Regions from separate parts of the Rattus norvegicus genome. Here regions 1 and 2 are each linked to region 3. Evidence: chromatin contacts called from public Hi-C data. All regions are on one chromosome and are shown on one strand. Each heading gives the region's core, a stretch centred on a gene start, on an enhancer-like site or on the middle of the called end of the contact. The rest is flanking DNA. Distances are from core to core; before and after follow the strand shown. Region 1 overlaps Tbc1d4 (TBC1 domain family, member 4). Region 2 overlaps Tbc1d4 (TBC1 domain family, member 4). Region 3 holds the start of Tbc1d4 (TBC1 domain family, member 4).

The links. A called contact is a pair of places that touch in the nucleus more often than the background predicts.
Region 1: a Hi-C map of psoas muscle shows a contact between it and region 3, with 3 times the contacts expected there. The contact joins the enhancer-like site here to the promoter of Tbc1d4 in region 3. A contact is called at or near these places in 3 of 12 Hi-C or Micro-C datasets (hepatocytes, kidney and psoas muscle).
Region 2: a contact with region 3 is called in a Hi-C map of frontal cortex, with 2.8 times the contacts expected there. The contact joins the enhancer-like site here to the promoter of Tbc1d4 in region 3. A contact is called at or near these places in 10 of 12 Hi-C or Micro-C datasets (the A7r5 cell line, Schwann cells, frontal cortex and 6 more).

The regions. Positions count from the first base shown.
Region 1 is chr15:84,763,981-84,768,721 of GRCr8, forward strand. All of the region lies in intron 1 of Tbc1d4 (TBC1 domain family, member 4), which reads right to left. Among named protein-coding and RNA genes, the nearest start is that of Tbc1d4, 82 kb to the right of the region's middle. Within about 2 kb of position 2,916, at least 10 of the 93 cell types and tissues checked have an H3K27ac peak or open chromatin away from gene starts, as enhancers often do.
Region 2 is chr15:84,746,595-84,750,948 of GRCr8, forward strand. All of the region lies in intron 1 of Tbc1d4 (TBC1 domain family, member 4), which reads right to left. Among named protein-coding and RNA genes, the nearest start is that of Tbc1d4, 100 kb to the right of the region's middle. Within about 2 kb of position 2,742, at least 8 of the 93 cell types and tissues checked have an H3K27ac peak or open chromatin away from gene starts, as enhancers often do.
Region 3 is chr15:84,845,372-84,850,103 of GRCr8, forward strand. Tbc1d4 (TBC1 domain family, member 4) reads right to left here and starts at 3,322. Exons shown (of 20, transcript NM_001427219.1): 1 at 2,427-3,322. The coding sequence starts at 2,924.

The DNA.
Region 1 (4,741 bases), core at 1,666-4,165, 82 kb before region 3:
CTAGCACTACGGCCTCACGAAGTCAGCCTATCCAACAAGCCTCTTTATGGTTCCTCCCACACAGACTTTCTCCTCAGCTCCAAGAACACCCACTCCCTCTCTTTCACCTCCTGTAGATCCTCTCTCAACCTTGGTCTTTCTCATTGAAAACATCACTCCCCACATTCCCTAAAATAACCCTCTGGTCTTCATTCTTCCTCTCTTTCCTCCCCTTCTCCTCCTCCCACTTTCCCTGCGAACTTTCTCTTCAAGCGTGAGTGCCCCAGATTTCACGTTCTTCGCTTCTCAACATCTGTCCTCCCCTCATTAAAATATGAGACCTAAGAAAGCATAGACTTCCAACAAATGAGTGTTTCTTAAACAAATGAGCAAAATATTACATTTAGAAGTACATACAAAACGATCTGGTTTAAGGATTATAACACTATTCCAAATATTACCACAGCAATCACCAAGTCCATCCCCCTACCTTATGTCCGAGTTCATTCTCCCTCTCCTGTCCAGCCTCAGGTGAGTCACCTACATGCATTTTCATTTCTTCTCTAATCACTTTGGTCTACAAATAGCAGAGAAGGTTGGCCCTGGAAGCTAATCATCCACTTGCAGTCTCCGGGCCCTTGTGACACCAACCGTGAATTTTCTGGGTTATCACTCCTCACTTCAGAATCCCCCTCCCTGCCTCCCTGCACCTCTCTTCTCTTCCTCCTCAACTCCTGGGAACAGGTTCCTTCCTCCTCTACAGTGACCACCTTCATCTTTCCCAAGGCCCTTTCTACCTTTCTTTCACAATCGGACTCCAAATCTTAACTTATGCTCTTCATTTGGGTCTCTGGTCTCTTCTTTTCTGTGAGCTTCAACCTTTGGCAATATGAAGTCACTTTAATCTAAATTAAAATACACACATATGCATACAGCCTCTGTTTGATGTCATTACTAAACATGGTTTTGTGTTCCCCTTCCTTTTGCTGCCAGGTTCTCTGGCCGTGAAGGAAAAGGTCATGTCTTCGACACCAGTGAGGCTCTTGCAGTCAGCCTCCCCTTTGACCTCCTTTCTGCAGGGCTGTGGAAAGTTAACATTGAACCAGCATTCTATAAAAACAATTCAGTTTCTTAGTTAATATTTACATAACCCAAACTACCTAGGACATATGATCTGCTGGGGCCACGCTCTAAGCAATGTATTTGTGGTAGGAAATAGCTCTCCTCCACTTCACAAAACCCACTGTATAATACACTACAGACCAACAGCCATGTGGCCTGCTATGCTCAGCTCAGATCTACAGTGAAGAGACTTTCCAGGGTAACAACAAAGCAGAGTGGGGTTACCCACACCTGGGAAACCTGTAGTCTCTACATTCCTGGGCTAAGCTGTTTCTTGATTTGTTTAAAGTGGAATAAATGAAAATCATGAACAACACTGATGTTGTTTTTTCACGAAAGGAACTGTAGATAAAAGTCAGACAAACCCAGTAAGATAATTTCTCAAAATGTCTACGTGTATGACTTTGAAGCAAGGGTTACATAATGCGACCCCATAATTACAAGTTTATATATACAGTTTAATAGCTTAAAAGGTGCCTTTCAACTAATGTTAAGTTAACTGCTACAATTACCTTATGAAGGAGAAGAAGAAGAAATATAATTAACTGGGGAAAGTAAAGGTCAAAAATTTAGCAAACCCAGAATGGATCCCAAACTCTGAAGTTTCAAGTTCAAGTTTATCAGCATTTCAGCCCCTCACTGTTTAAGCTAACTTGATGTCATCCATTCTCTTCCTTACTTATTTACATAAGTCTTGCAGGACCAAAGTTTAGATTCTACCAATTTTCTAGCTCACCATAACTCTTATGAATTCTAAAACATTATGAAGAATGAGAAGCTGTAACAGCACTGACATTCGGGGGGGAAATGGTAATTTGAACTGTGTGTTGAATCAGATGTTCCTGATAAGTTTTTAAAATGTATTCTTTGAAATTTTCATATATCTAGACAATCTGTCTTAATCAAATCTACTACCTCCCTCCAACTTGCCCTAGTCACACCCCATTCATCTCTCTCTCTCTTTCTCTCTCCCCCCACACTCTCTCTTTCTCTCTCTCTCTTTCTCTCTTTATCTCTCTTTCTCTTTCTCTCTCTCTCTCTCTCTCTCTCTCTCTCTCTCTCTCTCTCCCACACACACACACTCTCTCTCTCCCTCTCCGTCTCTCTCTCTCTCTCTCTCTCTCTCTCTCTCTCTCTCTCTGTCACAGCCTCTTTTTTGGTATATTGAATTGAAATCTATGAAAATTATGTTGGATTTAGTGTTGACTTACATTGCTTCTTCTATCAGATTTACCTCATCTTTAGAACAGCACCTAATCAATTTCATTCTACGAACATCTACAGAGTTACCGCAAGCCCTTCGTAATGTCCGGCAGAGAATACACTGGGAATGGGGAATTCGGACACCCTCTGTCCTTTTTCCAAGAGAAAGCATCTAATATGTAAGTTACTAACTGAATCCACTCAGAGCACAGGCACCACATTTAGAAATGTGTTTGCAAGAAGTCTGTGAAGTTTTCACAGTTTATCTTCTAGGCAAAATGTCATTCCTTTAAACATTATACTCATCATGTAGCGAGTCTGACGACAGAAGCAGAACATTCCTGAAGTGTGGTGGTCTCTGCTCAGCACAGGACAAGGAGAGGCATGGAAAGCTCCCATCCAGCACCACTTCCTCCTCACTGCTCATCACAGCCGTCACCCTTCACAGACAGTGTCTAAGCACTGTCCACGTGAGTCAGAGACTGGGTTCAACCTACAAACACCCTCTACAAAGTCTTTTTGAAAGCGAATGGAGACCTGCTGGGGTCATGACATGCAATCCACTCCCCTAACACTATAATAAAGCCTCTGTATATGATCAGGAGCTATTTTTTAATAGCTCCTTGCATTGCTCAATGAGTTACTAGAAATAGCAAACCCATAAACAGTTTGCAAAGCTCATAAGCTGCTAGTGAAAACAAGTGACACCCTGGTATGTCCCCTGGCTCCGTACTAATCAATATGTGTGTACCTTCCATTGTAATTGGTTGTGTTGTTACAGTTTCTTTATTTATATATGGGACCAGGCTGTTTTTGCAACTTGTTGGCCAGAAACGCCCTGCTGGGCCCTTTGTTTGTCTCATGTCCTGCTATTAATACCACAGTGCCTGATTTCAAACGCTATTTCCCACAGATTTCTTCGACCTCTTTATAATTTACAGGAAGGTTTAACTCAGTTTCTCTCATGAAAAACAGCAAGCTATAAACCCCACCCTTCTGCCGGAAGAAGAAAAGACCCATGATTGCCTCCCGACACTCCCATTCATTATGCTAAAAGTAATGTTTTTCTTGCAGCTGTGTGCATTCATAATGGAGTTGATGCCTCAACCTTTACTGGCTTGGTGGCTGTATCAAAGGCTTTCATGAGTTACTAGTAATAGAGAAGAATTTAAAGGTCTGATAAAAGTGTGAAGGCAAGCAAGAATGGGTGAATGTGGACTTCAAGAAAGAAAAAGAATGAAAGAAAGCAAGCCTATACATAAAGAAATCTAATCATGGCTCTCACTCCTCAGTAAATACACACCCTGTCCTAGTTAGGGCTACCACTGCCTCGATGGAACACCATGGCGAAAACCAAGATTGGGAGGAAAGGGTTTATGCAGCTTACATCTCCATGTCACTCTTTATCATAGAAACCATAGGAGCTCACACAGGGTGGGAACCTGAAGGCAGGAGCTCATGCAGAGGCCATTGGAGAGTGCAGCTTAATGGCCTGCTCCCCATGACTTCCTCAGCCTGCTTTCTTATAGAACCCAGGACCGCCAGACCAGTGGTGGCTCCACCCACAATGTGCTGGGCTCTCCCCCCATTAATTAAGATAACGCCGAGAGGTTTGACTGTGTAGCTGCATCCCAGTCTTATGGAGATATCTTGTCAGCTGAGGCTCTGTCCTCTCCATTGACTCTAGATTCTGTTAAGTTCACATAAAACCAGGAAGCACAACCGAGCCCTTGTCAGCCTAACACACAAACACGTCACAACCTTTCCTTTCTTGTTCATCCACAAGATCAAACGTTAATTAAAAAAAAATCACAATAGAAAACATCTTATAAACTTAAAAGATCTCCCAGGCTGGGTGTTGGTGGCACATGCCTTTAATCCCAGCACTCAGGAGGCAGAGAGCAGGTGGATTGGTGATTTCAAAGCCAGCCTGGTCTTCAAAACCAATTCCAAGACAGCCAAGGCTGTACAGAGAAACCATGTCTCAAAAAAGAAAGGAAGGGAGGGAGGGAGGGAGGGAGGGAAGAAGGGAGGAAGGGAAGGAGGGAGGAAAGAAGGAAGGAAGAAAGAAAGGAAGGAAGAAAGATAGATAGTCAAGTCCCACAGTCTTATAAATTAAATACTTTCTGACTTCAAGAGAGAAGGACCAGGGCAGTCACAATCGGAACAAAGCAGAAGCAAGCTCCAAACGTGTAAATAGCTAAATGTCCAATGTCTGAGATCCACATATGATCGTCCAGGCTCCTCCTAGGCTCCTCCAAAGGGCTTGGGTCACTTCTCTAGCTCTGCCCTCTGCCAGGCACTCAGTTTGCCTTCTAAGCTCTGGCAGGCTCCGCTCTACCTCTGCTGCTATTCTTGGTGCTCACCCCATGCTCCCATAACCTCCGAAATGCTGGGATCTTCTGCTATAACTTGGCCGCACTTTAACCAATATCCT
Region 2 (4,354 bases), core at 1,492-3,991, 99 kb before region 3:
ACAAGAGGACAGAGGCCCACAACTGTCCCCTGACCTCTACTCTGCAACACAGTTTAAAAGGAAAAAGGCTCTGTGTGGGTGTCAGAGGGAAACAGACAGAAATACAGTAAAAGCGATTCACACAGAAAATTCCCCAGCCCCAGCCCCCAGCCCATGTCTCAAAGTGAGGAAGCCTGAAGAGATGTGAGCAAAGGAAACTACACCAAGAACCAGGAATAAAAGCATCAGGGAAGAGGACCCTGAAGCCAGTAAAAGCAGAATAATCAGTGTGGGATCATAGGTAGCTTGGGTGTGCACGCACGCGCAAACACACACACACACACACACACACACACACACACACACACACACACACAAATTGTGTAGGCAGCAGGCAAAACCCATACTAGGGTAGACAATTTCAGGAATAAATCCTCCAGCAACAGGGACAGACTAAGTACGAAGTCAGGAGAGGGAGAACAAACGATGGGGAGTTGAAGGCTTGGTTCAGCCGGTACTTGCTGCTATTTCCGAGGACACAGCTCCCATTCCCAACATTCACAGGGCAGCTCACAAGCGTTTGTAACTCTAGTTCCACGGAATCTGATTCTGTCTTTTGACTTCTTCGTGCACCAGGCACATACTTGGTGCACAGACATACATACTGTCAAACACTAATAACACGAAAAGAAATAATAAAATAAACCTAAAGAAAATGCTATATATAAAGATGTTCAAATGATGGCTTCTGACAATGAATGCCCAATGATGGCGGGCAAACTGGTAAGCTAGAAGAGGATAGAGTTGCAGGAACGTTGTCATTAAGTGGGAAAAAGTGGGAAAGAGACAACACAGCCGAAGTAGGAGCAGTTCAGTGAGTGGGGAAAGGGGCTGCAAGGCACGGCTGTGGGCAGGCATGGCGGAATGGGCAAGCATAGCGGAGTGGGTGGGCATGGCGGAGTGGGCGGGCATGGTGAAGCGGCACTGTGGGTACCAGACTTCCCCCCTTCCACTCTCCCACGCTCCTCTGTAAATCACGAGGCACGCTCATAAGCAGAGCTGAAGGTGGGGAGGGAGATTCAATAGAGTATTGAATTTAATCCAAAGTGATTACGAGCCAACCTGTGAGGCAAACTTGTCTTGGTATCTTGAGGTTACTCTTTCTGAGGTGTCATGGAAACAATTACAAGTTAATTGAAGGTGTTACTAGAGAGCTTAAATGGCTTGGATAAAATCTGGTCATTGGGAAATAGGAGGCAGGAGTCGGCATCTACATGGAGTCGCGTAAATAATAAACTACGCTCCCAGCCTGGGCTGACGCTGGGCGCTGAAGTAGAAGTTTCCAGTTGCGTCATGTGATACAGACTCACATGGTCTTTTGCTGAGGCAGACTTAATGCTGTATTTTGCTGAGGCAGATCCACATGGTGTTTGGGTGGGCGGGATTCGAAGCCTTTTAAAACCCTCATTAACAGTAGGTTTTTAAAAAGGCTAAGCCTACGCGGAGCTACTCTAAGAAGTACTGTATTACTTCCCTTTCGTGTTGCCATGACAAATTATCTACTTATACAACTTAAGAGTTTATTTCAGCCCATAGTTTGAAGGGATACAGTCAATCAGGGAAGGGGAGGAGGCAGATGCATGGGGTAATCAGTCGCATTGTATCTATAAAGTCAGCAAAAAACAGGCGAATTCTCTTTGTTTGCCTTCTCCTTTGTTCTGAAATTGCAGCCCGTGGGTGGGCCTTCCCTCCCAGGTTAAATCTCTTGGAGATACTCTCACAGACTGGCCCGGGGTGTGTTAACAGTGAAGATCAACGTCACAAATACATTTTGGAATAAGTCTGTGTGTGCTTAGGTAAAAGAGAAGAACATTTTGCATCTTACCAAAAATGTCTAGTGATCAAGTACTTGTGTCACTTAGGAAAGATAATTCTTTATTTCTTTTCTTACATAGATAACAATTTTCAAAAGGCCAAATGAAAAACAAAGTCACTGAATCATGAGAGCAAAACTTCTTATGCACTCAAAAAAGTTCATCCCTTTTCTAATTGTAGTAACAGAGTACGGGACTAGGAAACGCTGTGGATTGCTGTCATTTATTACAGCATTGTGAAATCCATGTTTCCAAATGATGCATATCCCTGAAACGAATACAAAACACAGTGAACCAATCCATTAGTTGATTCTATTAGAACAGCAGACTACTTAATGCTGCTTAATGCTGCCTGCATTTATTTCAATGACCACTAGGGGGAGTGTTCTCACACGGACTAGTGTAATACAACTGCAAAAGAATAATCCTGAAAAATGATAGTTTGTAAAAAATATCATTTTTACTTTATTCTAGACTCATAAAGTCAACCACTTAGAATTAAAGTAATTGTGATTTTTGAATAACTAAACAGGTGTGCGAAACCAATTAGCAAGTTAATAAAAAGAATGGTTACTTTGAAAAAAAAAATGTATCCTAAAGTCAGGAGTTAATGGACTTGAACCTGTTAAATATGTTCACAGAGGACATAATGAACATAGTAAGAAAACTATTTCTTGGCATTTTATCAGGGTATATGAAGATATCGAGCCTTCTAAACAAAATGTCAGAGGGGACAGTTAATAAACTTCAACTCCTAAAATGAACTCAAGAGAAGGCTTTGAGCAAAGCATGGTTGTGCAACGGAATGGGGGCAAGGGGGTGAGCACTGAGCCAGAGGATCTGGACACCACAAGTTCGCTGAGATCAGTAGATAGAGCTGTAATGGTATCGGGAAACAAAAACACCACACATTTCTCCGAAACCTATTTCTGTCCTGGCGTGCCACATCGCTTCAGACATTTATAACAGCACAACAGATCTTTCACGTTGTAAATGAAGTAGTCCACAGCATTCCTGACTTCAGTGGCTTTCAAACATTATCTTTAATCAGGAAAGGTGCACAGGCCCCTGCTCTCCCAAGAGGGGAAACAAAGACAGAAACAAAAAACGATCCTAACTGCCTATCACCAAAAGATAACGAGAAAACACACAATTGCCTGACTCTAAAAATAGGCGAGAAGGAAGGACAGCCACAAGCAGCCAGATGCCTCTCTGACCCAGGCAGGCACATTCCGTGGGTCAGAAAATACTGACGGCTGCATTCTTCACGGTCACTATTCATACTGGAGCTCTGTGTGGCCCTGTCCTTGACCCTTACAGTCGATTTTCACCCCCCTGGAAAGAACAGGAGTCGAGATGAAGTGTGTCTGATACGGTTATTGCCAGTAAATGAAAAATGAACAGTACAATGTCTTCCAGCAACGTTGCCTTTCGGGCTGTCAGTACATGTTCAGATCTGGGAGCACAGTTAATCCCTCACCCAGTGAGAGCTCTTCAGAACACACAGGTTCAGCTCTCACAGCAGCAGAGCGGAGGGATTCCTCACTGTTCATTAGAAACTGCTTGAGAGACACCTAAAAGAATGCACCCCCCAGTCACAAAAGGCCCCCACCGAACCTTAGACGTGTGCTCTCGGGCAGGTCACCTCTCCCATTCAACAGAACTCAGTCTTGCGCCTCCTGATGTGTTCCCTAACAGCGTAATCGTAAAAGACATCAAGAAGGTATTTCTACTTATGAAATTGTATAAATACCATGTGTCTGGCTGTGGATTTTTAAGTCCTTCAGTTTCTCCTTGGAACTTTAAACTCATTTGTGACACTATCGTACTTCTAAGAATATAGAAGCCTTGGGCTGGGGAAATGGCACAGAGAGCAGGTGTTTGCAGGAGGGCGGCAGGTCAGGTCTCCAGAACTCGGGAGGCATCTGCCTGAAATCCCTGCAGTAGTGAGACTGTGACAGCTGGATGCTAGGGACTCAAAAGCCAGCTAGGTTACCCTGACATCCTCACCAGGCCCCACACAGGCACAGGCACAGGCACAGGCACACGCACACGCACACGCACACACACACACACACACACACGGGGTGGGGGTGTAAACTTAATATGTGAATATCTTCTTAGTATCTCTGTTACCAGGATTAATGAAGCTAGTGTTTCAGTGTTAGCCTTACAATCAACATGATTTAAGATAAAAGATAAGAGAAACGAGGAAAATCTGTTCAACAGTCACTAATAATTGATGTGTATGGTGTGATCCTATGGGCAGAACTGGATCTCGCCAGCATTCTCAAAGAAGAGATGCTTATCTAAGATGAATATGATCGGAGAGACTTCACACCAGAAACCAAACTCAAAGCAAACTAGGAGTTCTACTGCCCACATGTGAACCACCCCGAAAAATAACTGTGAATGATTCAGCTGTGCTAGACGTGACGGTAAAGTCTAAACGGCATCCACTATAATTTAGAAACAAGCTGGATACTGACAATTCTTGCACC
Region 3 (4,732 bases), core at 2,072-4,571:
AAAGAAATGAGCAAAGATACTTCACAGAGCAGATCCAAAGAAAAAAGGGTAACTAACCTAAACCAGCCAGGGTCACCACAAGTCTAAGGCCGGGAAACTGTAATGTATTCCTTCTTCCTAATTACCAGAGCCATAATATTGCATTGGGAGACAGTAAAGAGACTGATAACTTTCCAATTTCATTTGTGAGTTTTAAATAAATACGTGTAAAATGAACCTGACTGGCCACCCACGGTAGGGAACTTCATTTGTAGAGAAGTATTCTGTTGCAAACATAACAATTAAAATCACCACCAGGAGGCCTCAACCCTACATAGGGAGCTGTAGGCAGCTCAGGAATGCTGAGTCTTCCCCAGGGACAAAAAGCAATTGGTTATCCAATGGTCAGCCCTGAAGCCATACATACAGGTAACATTACACAGACCTAGCAGCTTGATTTCATACATATACTGTTTTGATAATATGTATATTTCATATCTATCATATCGTATAGACATACATCATATATATTTATACCAAAACAATTAAAGAAAAAAATAGGCCGTGAATTTGAGAGCAAGGAGGGGTTCATGGAAGGGCCTGGTGGGAGAAAAGGTAGTGGGGAATGATGTAATTTTAGAATCTCAATAATAAAAGAAAGTCTAATTGCCCTCTTCATATTACCAGTTCTGGTTGTTTAAGGCATTTGTCTCTTGGGGGCTGGTACAGTAGGCCAAAAGCACTTCCTGCTCTTCCAGAGGACCAGCGTTTGCTCTCAGCACCTGACAACCGCCAGTACTTTATAACTCAAGGGCATCCAGAGCCCTCTTCTGGCACAAGTATGTGTACACACACACACACACACACACACACACACACACACACACACACAATTAAATATAAATGAATCTTTAAAAATAAACAAAAAGGTATTTTTCTCTTCTACAAAGTAATGAAACAAACTAAAGGCAATTCTCTTACTTCAGTTTTGTTATAGGACTTCTATGGAACGCTAGTACGAAAAAATATTCTTTTTCTCAAGCAATATTTTTAGAATCCAATTATGGAGTGATAATAAAATGAGGACTTATTATAAGCTGTTCTTCTAGTCTTAATTTCCCAGCTACCATAAGAATACCATGTAATAGAACCTGTATTCATTTATGTTTAGTCAACGAATTATATTTTTAGAAAACAGGACAGGGTGGGGCTTTAACATTGGAAAGCAAACAAACACAGAAAACACACACACACACACACACACACACACACAAACATTCTTTCCACACTTCTAAGCCTGTTTCCCAAGGCACAGTTACTAGAAGATTCCCTCTTTCTACTAGAGCAGTGGTTCTCAACCTTCCTGAGGCTGTGACCCTTTAATACATTTCCTTACGTTGTGGTGACCCCTAACCATAATATTTCGTTACTACTTCATAATAATGACTTTGTTACTGTTATGAATTATAATGTAAATATCTGATATGCAGGATCTCTGATATGCAACCCCCAGGTTGAGAACTGCTGTGCTAGATAGACCTGCCCCTGCTTATTAAGGAACTCAAGGTTCTATTTAGTACCAGAACACTTCTAGTTAGAAAACTCCGGAGAGGGTTGGGGATTTAGCTCAGTGGTAGAGCGCTTGCCTAGGAAGCGCAAGGCCCTGGGTTCCGTCCCCAGCTCCGGGGGGGGGGGGGGGGGGGACAAGAAAACTCCGGAGAAGAAATACTGAACATGAAGCTAGAAGAGTATAACACTTTTAAAATGACATTGAAACCTCTATCACACTGATTTTTAAGTTACTCAAGTATGCATTTATTGTCTCTGTGGGTGCGGAAAACCAGCAGAAAGGTCTTCCAATTCCAAATTCGCAGAATCATACTTAGCTAACATTCTGGCACGTCTAACTCTTCCCTAGCCTAGCCTCGGAAATCACACATCCCCAGGCCCAGATACTTAGAGATACTTTGGTGACAGTGACGCGCTAGCCAAACTAGTATAAATGCAGGACTACCGAGACTGAGAGCCGGTGCCCCGTGGTCTCCGGCGCTTCCAAGAAACACATTTGCGCGCACACACACACACACACACACACACACACACACACACACACACACATTGATGAAAGCCACGCAAGTCATCCATCACCAGTCACCAGGATCCTCCTGGGATCCGCGCTTTTCCTTGAGTCTTGCCAACTCCTACCGGGTCCCAAGACCACTGAGTCTACTTTCCCCTCTCCTGCTCAGGGCAGCCAGCTGGTCCCTAGAACCAATCCAGCCGCTTTCCCCCCACTCCCATATCCCAAAACGGAACCAGGAGAGCACTCGAGCGCGCCACGTGGAGCGCAAGCCAGCAGCCAAGATCCAAGACAGTTCTTAAAAGAGAGGTCACTGCCTCGCCAGTCCTCGCGGCTCTTAGCCCCGCCCCTGGCACCTAAAACTTACCTGGTTAGGGTCCGTGGCACGGAAAACGTGGCAGGCCATCTGTGACTCGGGGTCGTCGGGCTGCGCCTTGATCAAATAGGCAAAGTAGGTGAGGTCGTGGCTGTTGTGGATGAAGCGCGAGATGTGCTGAGCCTTGTGCTCGAAGATGAACACCCCGGTGTTGGGCTGTACGGCTCCGGAGCCTGCGCCCCCGCCGACCCCGACACCTGGCGCGGGGACGCAACGCAGGAAGGGGGCGCTGAGCACCAGGAGCACCTCCCGGGCCGCGGGCGCCCCGCAGCCGCCCGCCTCGGGCTTCAGGCTGCGCCGACGGATCTCGGCCATGAGCCACGGGAGCATAGGCAGCGTGGTCCTGCGATCCAAGCAAGACCCTCCCACGTACCATAGCCGGAAGCGCTTGTCGCCAGGCTTGGTGGCACCTGGCTGCGCTAGGGCAATCGGCTCCGGCTCTAGGGGGTGCGGGAAAGGCTCATCCTGAATGCAGCTAGGCGACTCCATAACTCGCGCCTAGCGAGGGCACCGCGCCCCCAACTCTCACTGTGCAGGAGCGGAGGAAACTGCTAACTGTCGTCCCAGGCCCCCGCGCCTGACTCGGTGCCACCAGCCTTTAAAGTCCGTGCTTCAGCGGCCCTGCCCCATGCGACACTTCCCCGGGCACGGCTCAGAGCCTCTGGCTGCAGCTCAGTAGACTAGCGGGAGACACAGGCTCACGCGCGCATCCTCCTTCCTGGAAATCGCGTCCCGGGGCCGGTCTGTCCTCCCGCCGCCCGTCCGTCCTCGGGGTCAGGGACCAGGGCAGCCGCGGTCTCCTGCTCCAGCTCCTGCTCCTGCTCCTGCTCCTACTCCTGCAGCCCGCTGCGGCCGGCGCGCTCGCCCTGGGCTGGCACTGGAAGGCTGGGCGGAGAGTGAAGCTGTGGGCGGGAAGGGGCGACTCGGGGCGGAGCTGACTCCTAGCAGGGTGACCGGCTGTCACCTGGAAGGTCGGGGGTGCCCGCACGGCCCGCTCAGTCTCGGAGAACTACTCCAATGGAAAATAACAAAAACAAACGTGGCCTCGCGCGGGCGGCTCCTGCACCCGCCGACTCTGCAGCCCGGCTCGCTGCTCCTCCTCCAGGGTTCCCGTCCCTCCCTCGTTCCTTCCTTCCTTCCTCCCAGGCTGCTACTTTAAAACCGGCTGCTACTCCGCCCCTAGTCCGCGGGAGCAGAGCTTTCCTAAGAAGCTGAGGTCGCCTCCCTGCTCCTTCCTCCAGCCTCCGCCCCTCACCTCGCCTCGGGGGGCAGCCGTACCCAGCCGAGGTAGGGCACTTCCCGGAGCAGCCTGGCCTCTCCCCTCCTGGAGACTCTACTGCCCCCTGGAGAGGGGCTGCTCGCAGTGGGTTGCTGGGATTTTGTTTTTGAGCAATATTTGCTTGGTTTTATTCTGTCTAAAGCCTAAATATTACTATGTTCTGCATCCTTTTTCCTAATCTCAAGGACTGCTCAGGTTTTCTCTCAGTTCTATGGCAAAATAAATTCCAATATTCCCTTTAAATTTTAACATTGCTTGATATGAATCTTAAAATACAAAGAAGCTAAACTTCTTTACCAATGCCCACTTCAGAGCTAATGCAAATTCATGAGGATGCATATTTCAAAAGAAAACATTTTAGGGGTAATTTGATTATCGTAATATTAAAACAAAACAGAAGAATATAATTCCTTTTCCGTTCTAGCAGATTAAACCGGCTTTATTATTGCTGCTGCCGCGAGTTTATTGTTAATATTTTTAAGTCGAAGTCTCCTTCCTGAATAATACAGGTTGACTGGAACACTCCATCCTCCTGCCTCAGTTTTCCAAGACCCGGGGTTATAGGAATGTACCATCATCCTGGGTGAACTCTCATACTTTCTTTATTCCTTTGCTGGACAATACGAGATGAGCCCAAGAAAAACAAAACGAAGGAGGAAACTTTAAACTTAACTTTTTTTTTCCAGGTGCTTAAACTCTGTTTTGTTTTGTTTTTTGTTTTGTTTTTTTGTCTTGTTGTTTTGTTTTGTATTTAGTGATCTTGCTTGTTATTTTCTCTATGGTCATTTTGCTTCCTGTTCAGACAAGTCAATGTGCTCAAATATGCTACACTTCTGGGGCCACCACGTAGCTAGCCTCTTCTTAATGACCATCGGAGCTCCAGGATAAGATGTTATGGATTGGTTGAAGTCATTCATTTTAAAAATTAAAAAAAACCTCTTTGCAGAATACGACCCAAGTCTTCAAGGAGCAATTAAACACTCTGAGAACACACACAGAGTTAGTCTAAGACCACAGC